Regions from separate parts of the Mus musculus genome. Here region 2 is linked to region 1. Evidence: chromatin contacts called from public HiChIP or PLAC-seq data. All regions are on one chromosome and are shown on one strand. The core of a region is the stretch at or near the end of the contact, and the rest is flanking DNA. Distances in the headings are between cores, read along the strand shown. Region 1 has its middle 41 kb from the start of Vwa3b. Region 2 holds the start of Vwa3b (von Willebrand factor A domain containing 3B).

Region 1 (6,749 bases), core at 3,149-5,648:
CTGGAACTCACTCTGTAGACCAGGCTGGCCTCAAACTCAGAAATCCGCCTGCCTCTGCCTCCCAAGTGCTGGGATTAAAGGCTTGCACCACCACTGCCTGGCATATTTGGAGTTATTTAAAATTTATATTGAGAAAAACATATGTATTTTCAGTATTGCTGTAGACAAACATCTACATAAGACTGATCAATTGATTGTTGTTTTATATCAAACAGCCTTTATAATACTCATTTTTATTGTTACAATATTTTATAAATTTTAAAGAATATGATAAAAAATGAAAGGTATTGCAGGTTTTTGAAGGGGGCTCTCTGGGAGGAGCTGAGGTACAAAGGGGAAAGAAGGATGTGATGTAAGTCTATTTATTCTAAATATGTTTTTAAATGTTAACAAATTCAGATAACATGAAATTATGCATATTTTTTCATCATAATGCAATAAAACTTAAAACAAAGAAAAAAGTTCTAAAAAAAGAAACAATGTAAATTTTTATGAAAAGGTTGGATGAGTTTTAAACTGTTTATGAAGCAGCAACCTTCATTGCTGCCTAAGCTACCTCATGACAACACAGCACCTACTGTGACCTTTAGTCACACAGGACCGACACTCAGCAGCAGTCACACTGATGCACAGTGATCTTTTAAAATAAATCAACTACTGGAACAGTTCTGGGTGTTGGGTGTCAGAGGAGGCATACCCAGAGGGAAGCCTGAGGCTTAGGAACCACTACCAACGCCAAACCGCACAACACAAATGGGTCAAGCCCCCTGAGGAAGCACAAGTCAGTGAGGACATACCATCGAGACACCTAGCCACCATCTTTGCCTTCACCAGATTGTCTCCTGAGGTCCGTGTTTCTCCACACTCTCCATCCCCAGAAGTTAAAGTGAGAATGTACTTCTGTATATCTGTCCCTCTAAGTACGACATACAAAAATACCTGAAATGCCCCAGGCTTCCCTTTCCCTGACTGTCTCAACCAGTGGTGACTTTCCAAGTATTTCACCATCTGACTAAGAAGAGAATCTAGAATCTAAGGACACCCTCTTCTCTGCTTCATCTCTGATTTGGCTCACTTTGAGTGTACTAGTCTATTTCCCATGGCTGTGATGAATACCTGGGGCTAGGTAACTTTATGAAAAGAGCCTTATTTAGCTACAGTTCTGGAGACTGAGGGGCAGGCACCTGCCACAGCTGAAAGTCCTCTGGGAGGACCTCATGGTAGATGACATCATGGTGGCAAGAGGGTTTGTGAGAGGGGAGGTCATATTGCCAAAGTGTCTTCTGACGTCCCCGGTTGACCTTAGGGCTGGTCACTAGGCCTGACCTCTTCTAGATGTCACCAACCTCTTGATATCTCCACACTGAGGACCAAGCTTGTGACACATGAACCCCTGAGGGACAGATGACACTTGAGTGCCAGGTCATTGCATTCTCGTCTCACAAACAGTCCGGGGCCATCCACTCCACCAGCCCAGTTCTAGCTGGCAGCTGGCTGAACTTGTAGTATAACCGCCTGCATTTATGCAGGGACTTTAGACCCAGGGAGCCCTTCCTCAACCTAGAGCCTGCTCCAGGCCTGTCTCTAGTATCTAGTTGAACTGTGTCCTTTAAGAGTGATTAGTTGATTCTGACTCCTTCTGCTGTAGGATGTGATTTCATTTGGATGTACCATCATAGTAGATCTAATTAGTGAGTGGGAATCTGTCCTGGAAAGGCATCCTTCCTAATCCAACATGGCCTATATCCTCATCAGAAAATGAGCTGTTGATCCAGGCTTCCTTGTTAGTAGGACCCAGAAGCCATCTTGAGCTATTACTCGATCCCTTGATAGCTGTTCATTGCCTACCTGTATTTATAATAATGAGAAGAACTGTGAAATCTCGCCGGGCGTGGTAGTGCATGCCTTTAATGCTAGCACTTCGGAGGCAGAGGCAGGCAGATTTCTGTGAGTTCTGCCTGGGCTATACAGAGAAACCCTGTCTCAAAAAGCAAGCAAACAAACAAACAAAAAACAAAAAACCTGTGAAGTCTCAAACCCAGAGCAAACAGCTGAGGTATTTACCTCACACGTCAAAAGCAGACCTAACTTCCAGGTTCTCCCAGCATCCCTCAGTCCCAACCTGTTACCGGGTACAGCTGCCATACCTGGCCCTCTATCCCCAAACTCTCTTCCCTATACAATCCAGACATTTCAATTACCCATGCTTTTTTTTTTTAACCCTTTTGCCCCCTTGGCCGCTGTACCTGGTTCCCTGTCTCCCACTCCTTGGCTCTCCTCACTTGCTTCAGGGTCGGGCTCACTCTGAAATGTCCCAGATGTCCCTATCCCTGGCTTTGTTATCTATAATAAACTTTCTCCTTTGCCACACCTAGAACCAAGTCATGCCCTTTGCTTTTTTTTTAAATTTTAATAACACAGTTATTTTTATTGAAAAACAAATTATGCAATACATTCTGGTCATGTTTTCCATCCCCAACTCCTCCCAGATCCTCCCCTCTCCCTCTCTACCCAACTTCATGTTTTTTCTCTCTCCTAAAGAAAGAAAGAAAGAAAGAAAGAAAGAAACACACACACACACACACACACACAAAGAAAATCAAAACAAACCAGCCAAAGACTGATAAAGAAAAAAAAAAAAAAGCAAAATGAAACAAAAAGCGCTCCAAGTACCATTGAGTTCATTTTCTGTGAGCCAACTATTCCTTGCAATAATAAAAATATTTTTAAAAAATGTAAATCATGCATGTTGCAGCTTAGTCCTCAATGAAATGATGTTGGGAGCCAGTTGTTAAGCTTCAAACCTGGGACAGTTGGCTGAAGTGTCTACTTTACACGGCAAAGCAGAGCTGGTTCTCCCAGCATCCCTCAGTCCCTACCTGTTACAGGATACAGCTGGCATACCCCGTCCTCTACCCTGAACTGTACAGCCTAGCGGCCGTGCTGCCTTCCCCCAGAGGCTCTTCCCTATATAATCCAGGCATTTTTGGTTACTCTCCCCTTTCCTTTCTGCACTGTTCACACCTTTGACCTCCTGGCTGTGGTACTTGGTTACTTCCCCCTACTCCCCACCCCTACCCATTGGTTCAGGGTCATAACCACTCTGGACTCTCCCAGACGTGACTGTCTCTGGCTTTGCTCTCCTGGCAATCCCACCCACATCTATAATAAACTTCTCCTCCACCATGCGTAGGAACAGTCATGTCCTTCCCTTTTTATTTCTTTTCTTCACTCACGGATGACTGTAAGAGACCACGGGGTGCTGTTTTCCTCCCTAGCTGGGCTATTTGGTATTTGATTCCCACTATGGTTTGACTTCTCGATGGTGACAAAGGTGGCTTAAAGGACCGAATGAGTTAAGTCTCTGGGGAGTGTGATTGCTCTCTTGGGACTCAATTAGTCACAGTGAGAGTGGCTTGTTACCCAGTGACTTTGCCTTGCTCCTCTGGCCCTCTTGCGTGTTTGCCATGCGATCTCTCCCACAAGCATCTTCCTCTTCTACATGCTGCACTCAGCCCTCTGGCATGAGCTTTTTCTATGTAAGGGGAGACCAGCCAGTGTGGCTGTGACTTAGAGAGTGGACAAACAGATGGACTAAGCAATACTGGAGTTTAAGCCCTGAAGCTGTGTGTGGACTAACCCTCTTTATTTCAGGTGTTTTGTTATAACGACACAAATAAAGACATTGTTTTCACTTATTTTGAAAAAGTCAGCCCCTGCAAAACTTGATGCTTCTCTTTGTTTCCTTTCCAGTTAGTTACAAGGACAAGAAGCCATTTAGAGGAGAAAGGTTCATTTGGTTTACAATTCCAGATCACGGTCCATCACAACAGGAAAGCCAAAGCAGCTGACACAATTAACCACATCCAAGTCAAGACAGAGACTAAATGCAAGAATTCTTCCCCTCAAAGGGTTCTCTCCTCTTTATTCAGTCTAAGGCCCAGTCCTGGAAATGGTTCTTGTGGTTCTTTCGTACCTCAGTTACCTCAATTAAGAAAATTCCTCACAGACATGTCCATAAGCCAAGCTAATCTAGACAGTCCCCCCCTGTGAGTCCCTCTCAGAAGACCCCCGACTGTGTCAAGGCAACATGTAAAGCTATCTCTCTACTCCACCATAGCTCTCCAGCCTGCTGTAGCCCAGCCAAAATGGCCTTATAGTGGTTTTTGTTTGTTTACATTTTTGCCTTGTGGAGGCATATGAAATGTATGACCTTTTTCAGCCACCAGGCAGAGGAACAGGCTGTGTTGTGTCATCATGGCCTCCACATAGGCCAGCTTTGCCATCCGCAGAGACAGCATCTGATAATCCTCACTTTAATTGCAGTGCGAGCATTGGTAGCACCAGAAAAGTCCGGACTCTCCGCCCACATTCAGTTCCCTACTTAGGACTTAACAAGCAGCCACCAGAAAGTGAAGCTCCCAGGGTATGCAAAGCATTTCTGGGCACTTCTGGTTTTGAAACTGTGATTTGAAGAGGGCGGTTTCCCTTTTATCTGAGAAATCACCCCAAAGCAAGAAGGAGACTGAGAACAGGAACAGGACTCTGTCTTCAAAGAAATGAAAAGTTATCTGTAACCCCAAATCGAAACAGAAGAGGAAGGGCATCCCTTGGGGAATAAAAGTCAGGGCAGCCTCTGGAGAAACAAGAGAGAGTGGCCAGGCTCCAGACATGATCAGCAAGGACAAAAGAAGGAGAATTCCTCACAACAAAGACACACTCTGAGTTACAAAACCAAGGAGTCCATTGCGAACGGAAGAACGGAAGAACGAGCAAGCTCAAGATTCCCGAGTCCTAACAATAGGAAAGGCGGGGCTGAGAGAAAAAGGGCCCAGACAACGTCGGTCTTCACAGTGACATGAAGGCAAGATGTGGGGGAGCCAGCCTGGCCTCTGTGAAACCCTGTCTCAACAGGGTTGGTCCTCAGCACCCACATGACAGCTCACAACCTCCTGTAACTCTGTCTTCAGAGGGTCCTATGCCCTCTTTGGGCCTTTGCCACTGTACACACATACACGGTGCAGACATACAGGATCAAAATACCCATACACATCAAATAAAAATAACTTAAAAAGAAGAGGAGGAAAACGACACATTAGTCAGTTGTCAATCCTGGCACTACAGGGTAATATCAGGATCCAGTGAGTGAGAAAACAGCTCCTACATCCTCCCCCCAACTGAAGAGAGAAGAGGGGAGTTGTTTGTTATGCATGTTGAGGCGTATGTATCTATTCATAAGAAAAGGCTAAGACGTCAGGACTTCGAGAATGTTCCAGGCGGAGGAATCACATACAAAAGTGATAGATTATTTCTCCATCAGCAGAATGAGCCAATTCAAGCCAGATCAGATTATATTAAAGGCAGGTTTATTGGGAAGCTGCTTTCAGACGAGTTCACTGGCCCCAAAGACAAGGGCTAGGAAGTAACGGGGGGGGGGGGGGGGGCGGGAAAGAGAGAGAGGAAGACCAAAATGTCTGGCTTATATAGGGAAGAGCCTGGGGGGATTGAGGGGGACTGGAAAGTTCAGGGTTGGAGTCAAGGTGTGCCAGGTAAGGACTGTGGGATGCTGGGAGAACCTGGAGGCCAGGTCAGCTTTGATATGTAAAACATGTGCTTCCGTCCCTTGGGGGGTCGGGGGTCTGAAACCAAACAAAAAGGATCTGGGCGGAAGAATCAGGTCTATCAATCGCTTTGCTGAGGAGCACTCACTTTCAACTTGACACACAAATGACTTTCTTTGTTTCAGGGTTAAATCTCATTAGCATTGCCACAATAGGGCTATGCTAAGGAGACTTAGTAACAATCACTAGAGCCTCTCCGGTGTATTGCCTAGTGGTGCACAGCAGGACTGTGCAAGCCCGGAGGATCCTGTAACAGGAAGAGACTGAGGGATGCTGGGTCTTTATCTGTGTTGTTTGTTTCTAGCGTTCTATTGGAAGCTGCTCATTCGGTGCTAGAAATGTAGAGAGTGGCGCCAAGAAGCTGAACGGTTACCTTTAGTTCATTCAACGGCAGCATGTGCTAGCAGTTCTGGAACCTTCCTTAGATAGGCTAACTGCCTGTTTGCTGCGGTGGCTTTCTCAAAGTTCCTCCTATCTGCCACCATGAATGTTGTTGAATAATCCCCAGGACAAAGTTCCGAATTAGATGCCAGTGAGCATAAAGAGTGAAGGTGGCCAGGGCCCTGCCACCAAGGAGTCCTCAGCCTAGAGAGGACTGACAGGAAGCCACAGGGCCACATGGTGAGTCCAGGATCCTGTGACTTCTCGGACTCAGCTTCTCAAAGGCAGAAGTAAAGTTTGAGGGATGATGATGGAGGGCCACTTGGAGGAGATGTCACAGAGACACTGAGGCTCTGAAACTTACAGCCCCCCCCCATGCTGCTATGTAATTAACCCACCAAACCATGACAAAGAATTAGCACTTATTTAATTTGGCCTGTACTTCATTTTATTCCTCAAAGATCTGAGAAAGTTTACAAGAACATGCAGCAGGATAGGAATGAAGCGTGATAGGATAAAGATGGTGTCGAGAACCTAAAGAGACCTTGGGACATTTTTTTATCTTCCTGAGCCGTCACACACAGTGAGAGGGAAGAGCCCCTGCCTCTTGTGAGGAGGGACTCAGAGCACCAGAAGCAGCAGCAGTGGGGAACTGGGCAAAATTGGTTAGCTTTGACGATGTCTCTATGCTATGGCCCTGTCTCACCTGGAACTCAGAATCCTCTTGCTTCTGCCTGCTGGGTCCTG
Region 2 (6,749 bases), core at 2,880-5,379, 42 kb before region 1:
TACTGTGAGCATCCAGTCATTAAAATTTTTAATTTAATTTTTAAAAATCAATCCAAAACAACCTTACAAGGTAGACATGACTCTTCTTCTCATTTTCCTAATAAGGAGACCAACACAGGGAGCTAACAGGCTGTCTCACAATCTTATAGCTGATAGAAGGGCTGACTAAGAATCTGACCCAGGCCCCTGCACTCTCCAGCCTGCCCTCTGTGACTGTTATTACAGTAGGAACAAACACCCACAGCACCCTGCTTTTGCTGAGGAACCCCAGGCCTTGAAACTTTAAAGAACGTTTTCATAGGTTCTGTGATAGTCAGTGAGCAGCAGGATCCAAGTTCTAAGCCAGTCTTAGCCAGTCTGTTACCATTAGAGCCACCACGTGCACTCTAGTATGCCTCCCTGGTCCCCAGGCAAAAGCACTAACCTTGAGTCTCATAGCACAAGCTCAGCTGCCAGCTGTTAAAGATAATGATTCCATGTTGATGGTTTTGGGAACCTGTACTGTCCACTGAGGGTCACTTCCAAAGGTCTACAAATCCATAGGGTTGGAGACACTCTGCCCTCATGACAACAAGGTTGGTTACAAGGCTCATTTTGATGAGTATGTGACAAGGTGATTTGAAGAGCATCATGATTGGGGGAAACATAAAAATCGAGTTCAGTGTGAGACAGGAGTGATGTTACATGCCTATAATGTCAGCACTCAGGAGACTGAGGCAGGAGGATTGAGAATTGGGGGGCCATCTGAGATACACGGTGAGACTGTGTTTCAGAAAAACAAAACTCAAAACAACAACAAAAAATCCCTAACAAACTTCCGCTGTCCTGCTACTATAGGAACTGACTTCACCCCTCTAGACTAACACACCTGTATGACGACATATCTGCCAGAGGCTGCTGCCAAGAACAAATGTACTCCAAGCACATTTTTGTGTGCATGTGTGTGCACGATGTATTGGTATATACATATGCATGTGAGTGTGAGTGTGTGTGTGTGTGTGTGTGTGTATGAGTGTGTGTGAGTGTGAATGTGTGTGTGTTTGTTTGTGTGTGCATATGGAGACCAGAGGCCAAAGCTGGTGGCTTCACAAGTCACTCTCAACCTTACTGTTTGAGACAGGATCTCTCATTAAGCCTGGAGCTCACTGGCTGGCTAAACTAGCTAGCCACGGCACTACAGGAAGCCTCCTGTATCTGCCACACAAGGCTGGCATTGCAGGTGGTGCCACTTCGCATAGCTCTTTACACAGGTGCCGAGGATGTAAACTTGGATGCTTATGTTCCAACAGCAGGTACTCTACTAACTGACCCTTCCCCACCCCTCCAAGAATTTTTCTAAGCCCTAATATCCAATTCTACTGGACTGTGAAGTTTAGAACATATCAGAGAGCAGACAAATATGGCTTATCCTGCTTTTAGAGATCTGTCTACGGAGACAGTAGCAAGATCTGGCCTCTGTTGTTCCTATAGAAACAAGAGAAGCTAAGAAAAATAACCTGGCTAATCTCTCTCTTCCCACAAGCATACCTCCTCCATTCTTCTCGCTGGGGGTATTTACTTGCTTTAGATTTTTAAAGGGGAGGTTTTTATACAAACTTCCCTAGTAAGGTTTTCTCACAGACTTTCATAACCGTAAAGACTGGTTAGAAGACTCATGCCTTTGGCTTTCAAGCCAAAGAAAAACATTCTTTAATTTGCTTACATTTTCAGTTAAATTGAAATGGACACATGCTTGGATCCTTTACAAAGCAATTGAATTCTCCAACTTTGTGACAACACAAGTCCCAGCCTCTATGGGGACTTGGGTGACTTTTTTAAAGTTAATTTTTAAGATGAGACTGGCTTTATCAGATCTGAGAGGATGTCTGAGTCATTCAAATTCAGATCTTTGCCTTGGGGGTTTATAGCCTGAGGATACTTAGAAAGTGAAGCTGCAGCCAGAGAATAAGAGGAAAGAAATGGAGAAAATGTGTCTCCCAGCAGGGAATGAAGAGCTAGGAAGCCTGAGGATTGGAGACTTCGATGCCTGTGTGGAGACTGTCTCCCTTCACTAACCCTCTAAAGCTACCTGAGCAACTCTACCTTTTGAAAAGTTTGCATTTGTGTCTGTATGTCTGTCTTTTTGCCATATGTGTGCAGCATCCCTTGGACTCTCTGGAGTTGGAATTACAAACAGAGAACCAAAATTGGGCCCTCTGGAAGCACAGCTACTCTTTTTAACCTTGAGTGTCTCCCCAGCCACCAAAGCCTACTTTTTGCTTTGAGGCTTCATCCTTGTAGCCTCAGACCCAGGTCTGTCCTCTCTAGACTAAGCAGAAGTTTGGTTGCTACCAGGACAAACTACATGAATGCCCCCGCCACATTACTGTATAACAGGCACTACCTATACTATTGAGATGGATTAAATCAGCCACTCATAGCAGCTGAGAAAATCCTGATTGTTCTCAAACAAGGCAAAGATCGGGTCCTAGAAAAGTTATGATCAGGAAGTAGCTATCCTTTTAAACACAAGACACATTGTTTTCTGGGTGTGGCTATGCTATCTATTTTCTGTGGTTACTTGGGAGTTTCCTCTGAGGCAGAGAGGATACATACTGGCAAGGTCTGCTTTATAGTGTGCAATAATGTTACCAGTGGTAAGGTTTTTGTTTTGGTTTGGGTTTTGGTATTTTGAGACAGAGTCTGACTACATAGCTCAGACCAGGCTTGACCTTGTGGCATTCTTTGCTGCAGCCTCCTGAGTGCTGGGATTACAAGTATATATACCACCACCTCTGGTTGTCCGCAGTCCTAAAAACTTGGAGTTGTCCATCGAGCCATTGAGTGCCAGGGACAGGCAAAGCTCCCAGGACAGCAGGAAGATTAAGATGGATAAGACCTTTCATCCCAACACTTAGGAAACTGAGGCAGGAGGACTGGGATCACGCTAAGAGCCCTTCTTTGTCGGCTGCTATGCACCTGCCCATAGTGAGAAGCCAAGAACAATCCAGTCACTGTTCTTACAAGCCCTGGACCAGAGTCTAACTTAGACTCTATTAATTCAATTTGGATCCTTGGTAAACGTATGATCAACACCTCCAATCTTCATCCTTGCTAGTTTCTAAAAAAAGAAATCTGTGCATGGGGGAGGGAGGGAGGGAGTAGTATGGAGGGGTAGGAGATGGGGAGGTATGTTGTGGGAGTTCTGAACTCTGATTCTTCTGGGAAGAAAGGAAGCTGGGATGAAGTTCCCTGATGTATCCTGTTACAATTCTTAACAGTCTTATTCTTTCTATCCTTAAAAGGCAAAGCTAGGCTAAGAGCATCGCCTCAGATAAACGTGGGCAGGGTTAAGGGATTGAAATGGTCTGTGGGACACACTGTTGAGAACAGGACCAAGAATTGAAAACTGGGCTCGTGGGGTGGGGGTGGGGCTGTTAGGTCATCGCCGAGAAGAAAAGAAATGGAGAACTTCTGAGAAGATTAGAAGAACAACTACATGAGGTTAAAAGTCCATATTAGAAAGTGAAAGTGATGTGAATGCCCCCAAAAACCAAGAGGCAAGCAGAGGCTTTCTCCAGACTCAAACCTTTCACTCAAGAAGATCGCTTTGAGTTTGGATTGTTAAGTTTTGATCATTGCTTCTCAGAAATGAGTTTCTAATATACTGATCAGTATGCTATGTCCTCTGACTAACTTTGGCCTCTGGATAGACAAGCATTAGGGAGCTGAGCTTCTGCAAAGAGTGGGGGTGGGGGGAGAGCCCTGGGTAAGAAGGGCTCGCACACGTCTGCGACTTTGACTCTGAAATCCAGCTCTCAAGTGGGTGCGGCCTGGCCACTGCCCTTTCCCAGCAGAAGCGAGGTCCAGCTCGGAAATTACAAACTTGTTTTTTCCCTCACACAACCAGTTGGAAACCTGGAAGATCTGGTCTAGAAGGATGGTATCCCCCACTTAGTAAGTAATCTGTCAGTTGCGAGGCCAGGCGGCTTGCGTGCGTCAGCGACCCTCCCACCCTCCAGGGCCTCACTAACCAGAGCAGGAGGTGGGCGCGGCCAGCATCCCACTGCTGGACAAGGCTGTGACTCCCCCTGATGCTGGCGAAGGGTCCCCGCCTCGGGCACAGAGTTGCGGGAGTCCAGTTTCTGTTGACAACCACATCGCTGCAGTTGCTAAGACACCGCCAATCACAGCGTGGCTCGGGATCCGGCCCCGCCCACCAATGAGCCCCTCAGAGGGAGTAAAGAGATGATGGGGACTGCGAAGAAACTGGATGTTGGTGTTGCAAAACCAATTTGGTCCACCCGGAAAGAGAGCAGCCTAAGGCTCGTCCTCTGCGCCTGACCCTGGGAAAGTTGACAGCGGCAAATATTAGAGATTAGGTTAACAAATATTCAGATGGGCAGAAAAGCAGACGACTGCCCGCTGAAGGAAGCCTGTTCTCTCGATTTACTTCCGGCAGATTACCGCAGCCCGCGCCTTTTGTTTTGATTTCTCCCTCGGTATTATAAAGAGATCCTTTCTTCATTGCGTCTTTAAGGGAAGGAAACCTAGAGTTGGAGCGGTTCGTTACAGGTGCTCAGCTAGAAGGGGTGGTCAGATGAGCGTTCACAGTTTTGCCAGATTGTAACTTTGGACACAAGAGCTGCCAGGATCAAAAAAAAAAAAAAAAAAAAAAAAAAAAAAAGATTGTGAATAAAACCTCCTGGAGAGGAGGGGGGAGGGAAGCTGTGTCCGCAGAGACTGATTTTGACTGATTAGAATTTCAGTTCTGCAGAGAGGTTAGAATGTTGCTGTTCTGAAGGCTAATTGCCTTATCTTGGGCCAGTTCTAACCCCTCTTGGAGAGCCATTCCTTGCCCACTTCTGTGACCAAACTAACCTCTTGTGACTAAAAGATAGACGGACAACTAGCCTCCACCAATCCAAAGGCTAAGAATGTCCCACAGCATCTTGAAAAGCTTTCCCCACTCTCACCGTGCCTGCTTCTCTGGTGTGCCCTCCAAGGTACTTTAAATTTATCATGATTTGTGACTTTCTTTGTTCTATGAAAAGTTCATGAAACTGCTTCCACGTTGGAACATGGAGTTTGGGGTAAACTAAATCTGTGTTGTACAGGGCCACAGCTATTCAAAATGGCTCCAGAACAGGCTTGCTTATACCCTCTAAGCTGAGAGCTGTGGTTTTTGCAAATCTACAGGTAGTACTCCTATAGGGATTCGGTACTGCACTCTACCTAATGCTTATTTAGTCTTGCCTTACAAGCATACAGATGGCTCAAAATGCAAACCTGCCATTCTTCAAGCAATCACACTCACACAAAAATGTGCTTATGAAAATCTATAAGTAAAAGATTCTATAAGGGCTGGAGAGATGGCTCAGAGGTTGAGAGCACTGATTATTTTTTCAAAGGTCCCGAGTTCGATTTCCAGCACCCACATGGTGGCTAACATCTATAATGAGATCTGATGCCCTCTTCTGAAGTGCAGGCAGAACACTGTGTACATAATAAATAAATAAATAAATAAATAAATCTTTTTTTTAAAAGAGTCTAGAGTAAGCCACATGAAGCAAACCAATAAGCAGCATCCTTCCGTGGCCTCTGCATCAGCTCCTGCCTTTGCATCGGCTCCTGCCTCCAGCTTCCAGACCTGCTTGAGTTCCTGTCCTGACTTCCTCCAGTGATGTAGTATGATCTGGAAGTGTAAGCCAAATAACCCTCCCCTCCCCCCCAAAAAAAGATTCTATAAGCCAAGTTTTGCCTTAATGTTTGAATATTAAATTGTGTTTTATATTTTTAAATTGAAGAGCTGGCCTTGAGTTTTTGTAAACATATATACATGTTTGTGTGTGTGTGTGTGTGTGTCTGCACATGTGTGTGGTGGGTGGAAGTCAGAGAAATCTTGTGGGAACTGACTCTCTTATTCTACCACATGGTTTCCAGGGAGTAGGATAGGGGGTGTTGAACTCAGGTTGTCAAGTTTGATAGCACCTTTACCTGTCAAGCCACACCAATGGCTCCATTTCTTTTGTTTTCTCATAGTGTTTGAGTCAAAGATCTAATTTAAAAAAAAATAACTAACATTAGAAACAATTCTCTCTTCAACAGAGAAGTCTACTGTATCCTCAGGGATTAATTTTTCTTCATTCCTTTGTTGCCTTAGTGATTTTTAAAAGTACTGAAGGTTCGATCCTTAATCATAAATCATTCTGTAGAGTTGTTTGAATGCACAGCTTTGGCGATACAGAGAGCAGCTTCGATTCACACCACCAACGTTAAAATTCCAAAGCCAAACAACTTAAACCAGCCACACTTACCAAAACCACAATCATCCTGCTGCCCACACCCTGCCAAACCAATATTCCTGGGCCATGCTGGTGACAAAGGACAGAGAGTCCACTGTACTCTCTCAGCACTCTCACTAAGCACTCTGACTTTACCTCCACCCACGCTCGCTCTCCTTCCTGGGACATTTGCCACAGTCACTGTGGTCAACCGGGGCCCCTTAGATTAACATGACTATAACACACATGCTAATCAAAACAACAACAACATTAGAGGGCCAGAGAGGTGGCTCAGCAGTTAAGAGCACTTGCTCTTCCAGAGGTCCTGAGTTCAATTCCCAACAACCACATGGTGGTCACAACCATCTATAATGAAATCTGATGCTCTCTTCTGGTGTGTCTGAAGACAGCTACAGTGTGCTCATATACATAAAATAAATAGATAAATCTCTGAAAAAAAAAACCCTTTAGAAATCATTCAAATTA

What was found. HiChIP or PLAC-seq counts read pairs in DNA pulled down with a chosen protein or histone mark.
Region 2: an H3K27ac HiChIP or PLAC-seq map of embryonic stem cells shows a contact between it and region 1, with 67 read pairs. The contact joins the promoter of Vwa3b here to the enhancer-like site in region 1. A contact is called at or near these places in 8 of 39 promoter capture datasets (embryonic stem cells, hematopoietic stem and progenitor cells, hippocampal neurons and 3 more), 1 of 15 datasets of contacts at CTCF or cohesin (CD8 T cells), 9 of 484 Hi-C or Micro-C datasets (embryonic stem cells, liver and uterus), 8 of 115 datasets of contacts at active chromatin or transcription factors (CD8 T cells, bone marrow-derived macrophages, double positive thymocytes and 2 more) and 4 of 9 other capture datasets (adipose tissue, liver, macrophages and 1 more).

The regions. Positions count from the first base shown.
Region 1 is chr1:36,985,025-36,991,773 of GRCm38.p6, reverse strand. No RefSeq gene overlaps it. Among named protein-coding and RNA genes, the nearest start is that of Vwa3b, 41 kb to the left of the region's middle. Within about 2 kb of position 4,398, at least 51 of the 459 cell types and tissues checked have an H3K27ac peak or open chromatin away from gene starts, as enhancers often do. A contact at or near this core is called in adipose tissue, embryonic stem cells, macrophages and 1 more, where this site is marked.
Region 2 is chr1:37,026,693-37,033,441 of GRCm38.p6, reverse strand. Vwa3b (von Willebrand factor A domain containing 3B) reads right to left here and starts at 4,129. Exons shown (of 28, transcript NM_001370828.1): 1 at 4,014-4,129.